Linked DNA regions of Gasterosteus aculeatus: region 2 is linked to region 1. A link is a contact called in public Hi-C data. All regions are on one chromosome and are shown on one strand. Each heading gives the region's core, a stretch centred on a gene start, on an enhancer-like site or on the middle of the called end of the contact. The rest is flanking DNA. Distances are from core to core; before and after follow the strand shown. Region 1 overlaps gpc3 (glypican 3). Region 2 overlaps gpc4 (glypican 4).

Region 1 (4,875 bases), core at 565-3,064:
GAGCGCTAACGTCTTAATGCACACATGCTCGCAGTAACAATGTGATTGTGCGTTAGTGTCTTACAGAAGCCCAATCCGGCTGCAGTCTTAAAGTCTTATAGCGTGACGTGACGATACTTAGACCGTAGGAAACAGTCCAATGGTGCCAGTCATGTTCTAGCTTGTCAGGAAGCAGGCTGGAAATCCTAATATAGGATATCCAGCCCCCTTCCCCTCTATTATGTGTAAGATAGACATAACAGAGTATAGGGAGGACATAATACACTTCAATCATAATGTTCATAAAGCCCCTTTACACTCAAGCGTTGAATAGGTGATTTACAAAGACGCCATGTCTATTACAGGGGCTCTACTGGGAAAACGTAAGCCTCACTGATGTAATAAATCCAAAAGATGTGTTTTGTGTTTCCCCCACACTGATAAAGTGTGGTTTTAAAAAAAATATATGTTTTTGCCGCGGCGGAGCAGAGAGCTAGCGTGTATCCTCAGGGAACCTTGAATCTGTGCATCCATGGTACACTTGTTGAAGTATCTGAGTGGTGAACCGACTGACTGTCGGCCATCCATGGTAGCGTGACAAAGAGACAAAAACGCAGCCCTGGCTCCTCCCCTGTAAGAGGCAAACCCTTAAACTGGCTTTATAACCCTGCTAAATGTTTATTGACTGAACGCAGTATTTCTTGGTCTGAGCCGCTCCGAGCCGGCGTCTTGTAAACAAGCTCTGAAGGCACCGGAGAAAGTGAGGCTGTTTGGTTAAAAGCAGTTTTACAAGGTCTCCGCCTCCCCGCTAGTTGAAAGACCACTGCCTCTGAATGTTCCCGGGCTAAAAGCTCACAGACTAATTAACCTTCCGATGGGCGAATAGGCCACAGCTCACACGTAATTACTTTTGTCTGCCCGGTTCATATGCGGCGTGCACGGGGACGGGCCAACAACGAGATAACGTGTGTAATGTTCCTGGAAGTCGACCAAGAGAGCGCCACATTGATTTAAAGCGTCCGTGTTCCAGTCTCAGTCTCTTCCCTTTTGTACAGTGCGCGGAGCGGCAGACTGAAGAATGTGTACATGATTGTCCGCGCGTTCAGGACACGGCTCACCCACAAACCGGGCTATACAAGTCCTGCAAAGGCTCTCTTATCCCGCACACGTCCCCCCCTTCCTGAATGAACATTATTCTGCTTTCGGCTCAAGTGGTGAGCGCAATCAATGCTTCCTCCAGCTTTTGCTGACCCACTTTCGGACCAGGAATCAGCCCCGGCCCTCGGACCGTGTTGTGAAAATATAGGGGCTGCTCTCTCCAAGGCCGAGGGGAACATGGGACCCCTCCAAAGAATCCACTTCCTTCCAACTTAACCCCCCCCCCGATGTTTCGTTCCTTCGCTCCTAAGTGCTCCGTGACGATGGCCCTGAGAAATGCCGCCGTGCAGCGGAAATGTGTCATTTCTCACGTTGTCAGTGTTGATCAGAGAATCCGCAGATACAGACAGTCTGGCAGGGAGACCCTTGCCTTTTTGCTTCTGCGAGGCTAAACTAAACACTGAAAGAAGAAGAAAAAAAGAAAAGACCTCTCCGAGGCCGGTCGCCTCATGCTTATAAAACAGCGTTTTCTCACGCCCGGAGCAGCTGATGTCATAACTGAACCACAGCCAACATTTAAAGTGAAATGTGCAGTAGAAAGTGGATGGAAGAGAAATGTCTTTCCCCTTTCGGTTATTGCTCCCCGCCTTGGAACTTCCAGCGCCGAGGACATTTGTGTGCATGCTGTGTAACGCATTCCTGTCTGGAGCGGTGTGCCCTGCATGTGCATGTGCAGCGAGGCTGATAAAGAGTCCTCTTTCACCCGACTGTGACGTCGAGCAGGAGGTATTCTGCCATGCCAACAAGCCTCGCTGCTTTCTCAACGAAGATGGCAACACTTTTATAAAAGAAACAAGAAATGGCTAAATGAGCTCCCTCGTGCGGAGACACGTGCACGTGAAGGACGGCGCTCTCAAATTAGAACGTATTGTTTTGGTTCTGAGGAGACGAGGTTGTTTTGTCTCAACATCTGTTTAACTTCCCAGAGTATCGTGTCTCTCCTCTGTACAGCTAATCTCACAGGGGACGGTTGAGCTAGTGGCAAAATGGGGCAATTATGGGATTGGTCTTTGATTACAGAACGCTTCCCGCTCGTTTGTCAGGTGAATTTGCCATTTGGAGGGTCAGACCTCCCGGGATCATTCTGACAGCCTCTTCCTGGCTACATGACGCTCTTTGAAGGGACTCCATCTGCAACACCGCGCACATGAAAGACAACGTCTTGCTGAGGACCTTTCATTATTTGATCTTTCCCCGTTGAAACCTCCCGGCCCGCTCTTCCCGCTTTTTTATTTGTTTGCACCTCGTTCTCGTGTCTTTTCCGTCAGTCGCCTTTCTTTCCATCTCTCCAGCTGCGCTGAGCTGTGTGTGACGGACTCCAGCTCCGTCGCCCTTCCCTCCCCCGGCCCTCCCTCTCTGCAAAACCCCCTCATCCCTCCCTCTGCTCTCTCGGCCCCAGCTTCCCACTCTAATTGAAGCCAGAACCTGGGAAAAGTCCTGCAGGTAGGACAGGAATTCAGGGTGGAAAAAAAACAGATCCCGAGCGCCACAAATTCCATCACGCAGCCTCACTTCCTCTGAGCCGGCGGAGCCTGGGCAGCGTGTGCTCGACACCCCGCGCGCCCCCGCGCAGAATGCGCGCCTTTAATGTACAACTCACACTCCGGGACAGCTTTTACTGTGCACGCTGGTGGCAGTTAATCTTGTACACACATAGTTAGCGATATGACTACAGCGGATCCATTCCCAGTTCACACGCACCGGTGAAACGTGAGCGCACGAGCGAAATAAAGCAGCACTTCAAACAGGTCTTTGAAATGCGTGAACGAACACGGTGCTGTGAGCATAATAATTACAGTAGAGGCAGAATGGAAGCCGCCTCGTGACAAGGCCGGCGTGCGGTGGCCTTTTTTTCCCCGACAGGGTGTGCGTACTATCCGACTAATAGACACGGTGGGTGTCAGACGCTGTTTAGTAAACTTACACTTGCTAACCTGTCCATTATGCTCGCTCGAGTCAAAGAGTCCGACTTCTCTTTGATGTTATTCACCGAGGGTTTTTGAAGCGTTATTTTATACACGCCCCCGGGCCTTCGTCCTCTCGCCTTCCTCGTTTTTACGTGTGTGAAGTACGACTGCCGTAGAAGCAGAGGAGGAGGGAGAGCTGCTATGTTTGTTTGCAGGGGGGGTGAAGCCATGAGGGTCCTTTTTTTAAATGAAGTGTGACACCTGGTGTAAACCTGGGAGGAGCTGCGGGGCGTTTGTGGAGGTATCCGTGTTAGAGCACCACGCACGCACGTCATCCTTTCGCTTTCCCCAGACATCTGACTTCACGGTGTATTTAGGATTTGAGGAGTTAAAAAGGAGTTATGGTTCCTTAATTTTAGGAATGCAAAGATGAGAAACTCCCCCCCTCTACCTCCACACACACAACACACATACACTCACAAACTTGCACACCCCTCTCTCACCAGGGCTTTCTCCCCTGCTGGCTGGGAGGTCAGATGGAGCATGTGAGGGCCCTTTTCCTCCCAATTAGTCTGCTTGCTAATGAGGCCCAACCATGCCTTCTACCACTGCCACCCATTCCTCTTTACCTCCACCTCTCCCTCCCTCCCGCCCCGGCCCGTCTGCGCCCTGAGGTCTGAGCCGGGGTCGCCTCTCCCTTCCCACTCCGCCCCTTTGCTCCTGCACCACTGCCCCCCCCCCCCCCCCCCCCCCCGCTGGGTGTAATTATCACGCAGCCGGCTTGTAAAAACCCTGCTGCAAAGGTCCAGGCACCGCTCGCTAACCAGGCTTTCCGCTTTCTGGGGCCAATATTTTTTTGTTCATCCTTTTCTTTTTGTTGAACTGTCAGAACAGTCTCTGGTCTGACCCTCACATCCTGGCCTTGTTGTCACTGGGCACAGTCACGTGTTAGGATCCCCCACCCCTCCCAACCAGGAAGAGGTCAGGGGGGGTCACACTTCCTGTTTCCTGTCTCTGCCAGGTCATCAGAGGGTCTCCCTGCTCGGGTCGGAGACCTCCTCTGCTCCTCCTCTGCCTTTTGTTTGAGGCTCTGGAAGGGAGTATGGGGTGGGGGGGCGGAGAGGGGAGGGGATGCCCAGCGGAGTTGAGGCTCCTCTCTGACCCGTCATCTCGCCAGAGAGCCTCTTCAGTATGTGGTACTGCCTCATTTTACCCGCACTGTTCTCTTTCTGTAGGCTACACACTAAGCTGGCCGGCAGCAGGACAGCTGCTCGCGGGGGCCCGCGGCCCACCCGCAGCGCGTTCACGCACAGGCCGCTCCACCCTCCATTATACGCTTCCCCCGACCAGGCGTCTGCCGCCCGCCTCTAGGTGTGATCATGGGACACTGCTGATGTCAAAACGGAGGGTTTCTTAGCAACACATGACTCTGGGAACCGCTGCGATACCGTGGAAAGAAGGGCAGCAGCAGACAAAAAGAGATTGTCTGAGGGGTGTAATCTGATTTAGCAACCAGCGGCCTGTGCAGGAATGGGACTTTTTCCAACGGTTAAACCCCATGCAGACAATCAGGCACATTTATAGACATAAGTCAAGGTTTTCATTTGGTTAGCCTCAAAACAGAAATTGTTGTCATACCGGATATATTTAGTACTGGGGGGACTTAACCCTGTGTGTTCATGCCCTGCCTTGATCTGACCACAGAATGTCTGAATGACCAGAGACGACACAAAGGATACAAACTGCATTTAATCTGATATCTTAAATACATGTGAAGGGTTCAACAGTTTCATTAACCAAAGGAGTCCCTGGCAACAAAAAACAAACATTC
Region 2 (5,039 bases), core at 407-2,906, 43 kb after region 1:
GAAGAGGCAGAAGATCAACTGATAGACTTCCTGAGTTTCACGTTTCTCAACACAATGTCGCTTGTTCCGGATCTGCAAACCCGTGTAGGGTTTTCGATGCTTTGCTAGTTTGTGCACATGCAGAGACCTTCAGATCTTATGTGTCAGGGAAAGGGAGCGAGGGATAGTCCGTAACGAGGAGTGTGTATTGCAGCCAGATGTGAACAGGAATTTGACGTGTCGGAATGCAGTGGCTGCTGTAGACGTCCTGCGCCCCCCCACCCGCAAACCCCTTTTCTCTGCCTCTCTCTCCTCCCTTCACGCGCGGTAACGCACCGCTCGTCGGAGCGATCGCTTTAATGTTTCTGTGCTTGTTTTTTGACCCGACAGCCAACAAACCTGAACGCAAAGATCTTCAGAGGGCGATCATAAATATTCACGTTTTGGCCGCAGAAACTAGTGAACATAACAGGTTATTTGATTGCAAAACATTTACATTCAATCCATTGACAGAGAAATAACTCATCTTTACATTACATTTGTCTTACACCGTTTAATACAATGTGATACGATTTAAAACGTTGTTCCCTCTAACAGAGTGCTGTCGTGCGTTTCATGTTTCTTCTGAGCTTTTGCATTTGGAGCAAAATGCAAAGCATATATCTGCATATATATATATATATATTTTTTTTTACATATCTATAAAAAACCTGCTCTGCTGTGAGACCTCATTATCATTTAACTGGTTAGCCCCGTTGTGTGTATATACGAGGCTTAAATACTGTCACTTTTAAAACAAGATATAACTTGACGTGTTTGCATGACACAAACATTACAGCACGCAAAGCCTGAGTAGCTGTCGGGTCGGCCTTCGGACCAAGCTGACAGTGCCAGTGACAGTCGCCCCCCCCGGCTCCACGGTTCTAGCCCGCCTCTCTGGACTCTCCGGGTTGCCGACCCATTATTCACCGTTGTCGTGTCGAGACGCCCCCAAATGAGGCACTTTCCCGCCGGGTAAACAGGCACAGGAAGCTTCTCTTTGTGTCCACCGTTTCGGAGGAGGGCTGTCGGGCGCTTGCGCTGTGGTGCGCGTGTTAAACGCGTTGCTCCCACGCTAACACACTCAGGAAGTAGCATTTGTGATTAGGCAGGCTGTCTCCATGCGCCCGGAGCTACGAGTCACGGCTAATTAAGACCAGGGCCAGAAATAGAGCTCCCCTCTCGAGACCCTCCTCGCTGTGTGTCTGTCCTACTGCACTGACCCCGTCCAGCGGAGCGAGCCTGTGTCTGGGATTTAAGCGCCTGGATTAAGGCCCCTTCTTCTCTCTGCGTGCACACACACACACACACACACACACACACACAACAAGAGACATCCATTCGAAAGCTCTAGAGACCAACAGCAGGAGGGTCAGAATCCCGACCCACAAGAAAAGTGAGAAGCGCAGGGACTAATTGGCACAAATAGGATGCAATTACTGCCTGGGCTGGGATTGGGAGGAGCAGAGTTTATAGGGACGGGGGTGGGTGGCGCAGAGGGAGTGTGCGTGTGTGGGGGGGCTCCTTGTAGGAGGAAGTGGGAGGAGAATCGGTCAGCTCCTCTGTTCCCATGATGGATCGGGCCTACGGATCCTCTTATAATGTAGGGCCTCCTCTGCAACATGTGGCAATAATGACAGGGTGAGGGGGGCAAAGGGGAGGGAGACCAGGCAGGAGTCCTCCTTCCTTACAGTTCGTTACAGCGTGGTGTCTCTCTCTCTCTCTCTCTCTCTCTCCCGTGTAACCTTTCACCCAGATTTCCTCAGACCATTGGCGGAGCGAAAGGCAACATTTTTTAATGGAAAAATCATGAGGGAGTGTTCAGCTCCTCGGCCTGTTGGCAGATGGCTGCGTGTCATAAACTGTTTTTAATGACAATGCAAGATGCCTGTGTAATGCTGCTCATACTTCAGACTCCCAAAGAGGAGCCCCCACCATTACCAACCCTCCCCCATGGCCCCCACCCACACACCCACACACTCACCCCCCACAGGACGCGCTCCTTCTCTTACCAGAGGGTTTGTCCAAACTCATTACAGGGCTTATCTGTTTAGCATATAGGGATTACCGCTCTAACAAACTGTAGAGAGGAAATAGAGAAGTTTGTCCTCCTCCTCCTCACCACTTGTCTCTTTTCACTGACTTTAAACTTGTGGTAACTATGACATTCCAGGGGTTGGGGTGGACCTTTTGTTTTAATCTTTGTCAATGGAGCGTGGACGTGTGTGTGTGTGTGGGGGGGGCAATGATGGCGGGTGAAGTAAATGGAGGGGCTGCAGTGTTTCCGGTATCCTTGGCAACACAGTGGGAATTTGGAGTTAAGGAAAATCCTCAACTTAACCCGCCCTCACAGTGTGTGTGTGTGTGTGTGAGGGGGGTGTGATATAATATATACTAGGGCGGTCAATAGATTTTTTTTTTTTTAAATGAACTAATTCCATTTGACCGGGAGCGGGGGCGGGGGTTGGGCGCACGGGAACTTTACATGTCAAAGCCAGGCAGAGGGCGCCCAGAGGGACGGCAGCCGGACGGCCGTTTTGTGCACACGGACGGGTGAAAGGAGCCGAGTGCAACGCTAGACTGAAGGTGAAGCATTTTTCAGAGACTGAGGAATTCTCATTTTGTTCAGATTAAGAAAGTTTCTGGGGGGGGGGGGGGAGGTGTCCGTGGGAGAGGGGGCCTGGATTATGGGGGGGTGGGGGTGATGGACATTCCTCAGGATGAAGTAGGTCATTGTTCCCTGTCTCTAGTGAAGAGAGCTCTGAAGGAACTGATGAAGTGAAAGCGGCGGAGGGAGGGAGATGGAGGGCTAGATGGGGGGTACAGGTCCATATATGGGAGTGGGGTGGTTGGTGGGGGGGGGTTCGCATTATTCACTAATCCTATTGAAAATGCCTCTGAAGGACAGTCCGGGACAAGTCGGGAGAAAGGAGAGCGAATGGAATGTGACAACAGAGAAGCGCCATTGATGGTGGTCAGCTTGATGCGGAGAGATGCCGCCGCCCCCCCCTCCCTCCCTCCCTCCCTCAATGGAGAGACGGCCGGGCCCGAAGCGGCACCGCTCTCCCACCCGGAGCCGCTCCATCCGCCTGACACAGATGCTCCGGCTTCACCTTTCACCCCTCCTGCTTCACCCCTCTCAGCTCCTCATTATAACCCCCCCCCCCACAACACATTCCTTTTGCCTTTCATCTTTTTGATTTTATGCTCAAGCTGTTTCTGTTGAGATGCGGAGAGTGTCGGGATGTGGGTACAGGTGAAGGCGGCTAAACATCATTGTGATCTGAAGCCGTGGCAGCATCGTCACGGTCACAGCTTCAGAAAGCAATGTACTGGAATAAAGTCTGGTGGCAGGAGCATTATACTTTAGAAAGGTTGCTTTTTGGCAGGCAACATCTATAATCTAGTTACTAACATACACTGTGGCCTTGCTGGAATCTGTATTTTGCAATAACAATCCCTTTTTGTTTCGTAATGAGATACCAAAGAAGCACTATGTGTGAAAATCCTGCCCAAACGAGGCCATTCTTGAGTCAAAGATCGATAGAAACGGTGGCCTCTGTAGCTGCCCCGAGGAACACGGACATGTTATCCATCATACAAATTGAATTCCCTTTGTTCTAGGGCTGGGCGCTATGGCCAGAGTCTCGTTGTGCCATGTTAACAACGTAAAACGGCCTCCGCGTTTAGTCATCGCACTAATCCACCTCCCTCCTTTTCTTCAACAGAGTTTTTCCGCGAGCTTTTGAAAAACGCACACGGTTCGCTGCACAACATGTTCGCGCGGACGTACGGGATGATGTACATGCGGAACTCTGAGCTGTTCGACAACTTCTTCAAGGCCCTGAAGCGGTACTACGTGTCCGGCAGCGCCGCCGTCAACCTGGACTCCATGCTGTCGGACTTCTGGGCCGACCTGCTGGAGAGGATGTTCGGGCTGGTCAACGTGCAGTACGAGTTCAGCCCCGCCTACATGGAGTGCGTCAGCCAGCACACGGAGCAGCTGCAGCCCTTCGGCGACGTGCCGCGCAAGCTGCGCATCCAGCTGACGCGGGCCTTCGTCGCCGCGCGCACCTTTGTGCGCGGCCTGACGCTCCTGCCGGAGGTGGTCAACAAAGTCTCCATGGTGAGTGAGCGAGTGTGCGTCCATCCCTCCCCCTCTGGGTGTCTTCCTTCCCTTAGTGTCTGATAACAAAAGCCACGTTGACTGTTCTGGTACGGCATGTTTTTCTTCCTCTGCAAGGGGGGGGGATTCATTACCGCTAATGTTTACACTGGCGTGTGGAGTTTGCTGTGATTTTGGGTTTCTGAGTATGAGCGTGGTGCCGCGGGGAAACGCTAACCGTGCGCTAACTGCCCCCTCCAGGTCAGCGCGTCCCCCAGCTGCGTGCGAGCGTCCATGAAGATGTTGTACTGTCCCTACTGCTCGGGCCAGGTGGCGCTGAAACCCTGCCAGAATTACTGCCTGAACGTGCTGCGCGGGTGTCTCGCCAACCAGGCCGACCTGGACGCCGAGTGGAACAACTTCCTCGGTAAGCGACCGTCCCGTGGGCCAAAGAGGCCGCCGCTCGCAGCCAAAATGGCTTCAGGTGTTTCATTTGGCAGCAAAGTATATTTTTTTAAACTCCCTGCTTCTAGCGTCTTTTAAAATGTCCGTCCCTAAACTACAATGCAACCCTTCAGAAACCAGTTTGACATGATGGGATCTGGGTAATTGGATGAAATATAAATGTGTATTTTGTGGGTTTATTGCACTTCTGTTAAGCAAAAACTAATTCAACAACGCAAACAGTGTTTACTGCAAAATGGTGAAAAGAGTAAAACGTGCACAAATCCCTCAGTCTTTTGCATCTTGTGTAAGTTAAGTGGGAGAGGGAGGAGTCATGCAACTTGTACATGACCCACAGGATGAATGCAGCTCCTGTGTTGTGTAAACACTGGAAAATCACTTTTATTCCACTGAGGGCGACGCAAACATCCGCCGTTCCCCTCGTTATATTAGTTCCACACAACTCGCCAAT

The links. Hi-C and Micro-C count contacts between places; a contact is called where the count stands out from the background.
Region 2: a contact with region 1 is called in a Hi-C map of tail fin, with 6 times the contacts expected there. The contact joins two enhancer-like sites. A contact is called at or near these places in 5 of 6 Hi-C or Micro-C datasets (liver, skeletal muscle, tail fin and 1 more).

What each region holds. Positions count from the first base shown.
Region 1 is chr4:16,298,752-16,303,626 of fGasAcu3.hap1.1, forward strand. All of the region lies in intron 6 of gpc3 (glypican 3), which reads left to right. Among protein-coding and RNA genes, the nearest start is that of gpc4, 24 kb to the right of the region's middle. Within about 2 kb of position 1,815, at least 1 of the 9 cell types and tissues checked has open chromatin away from gene starts, as enhancers often do.
Region 2 is chr4:16,342,400-16,347,438 of fGasAcu3.hap1.1, forward strand. gpc4 (glypican 4) reads left to right here. Exons shown (of 9, transcript XM_040172820.2): 3 at 3,747-4,144; 4 at 4,385-4,550. Among protein-coding and RNA genes, the nearest start is that of brd8b, 7.9 kb to the right of the region's middle. Within about 2 kb of position 1,657, at least 3 of the 9 cell types and tissues checked have open chromatin away from gene starts, as enhancers often do.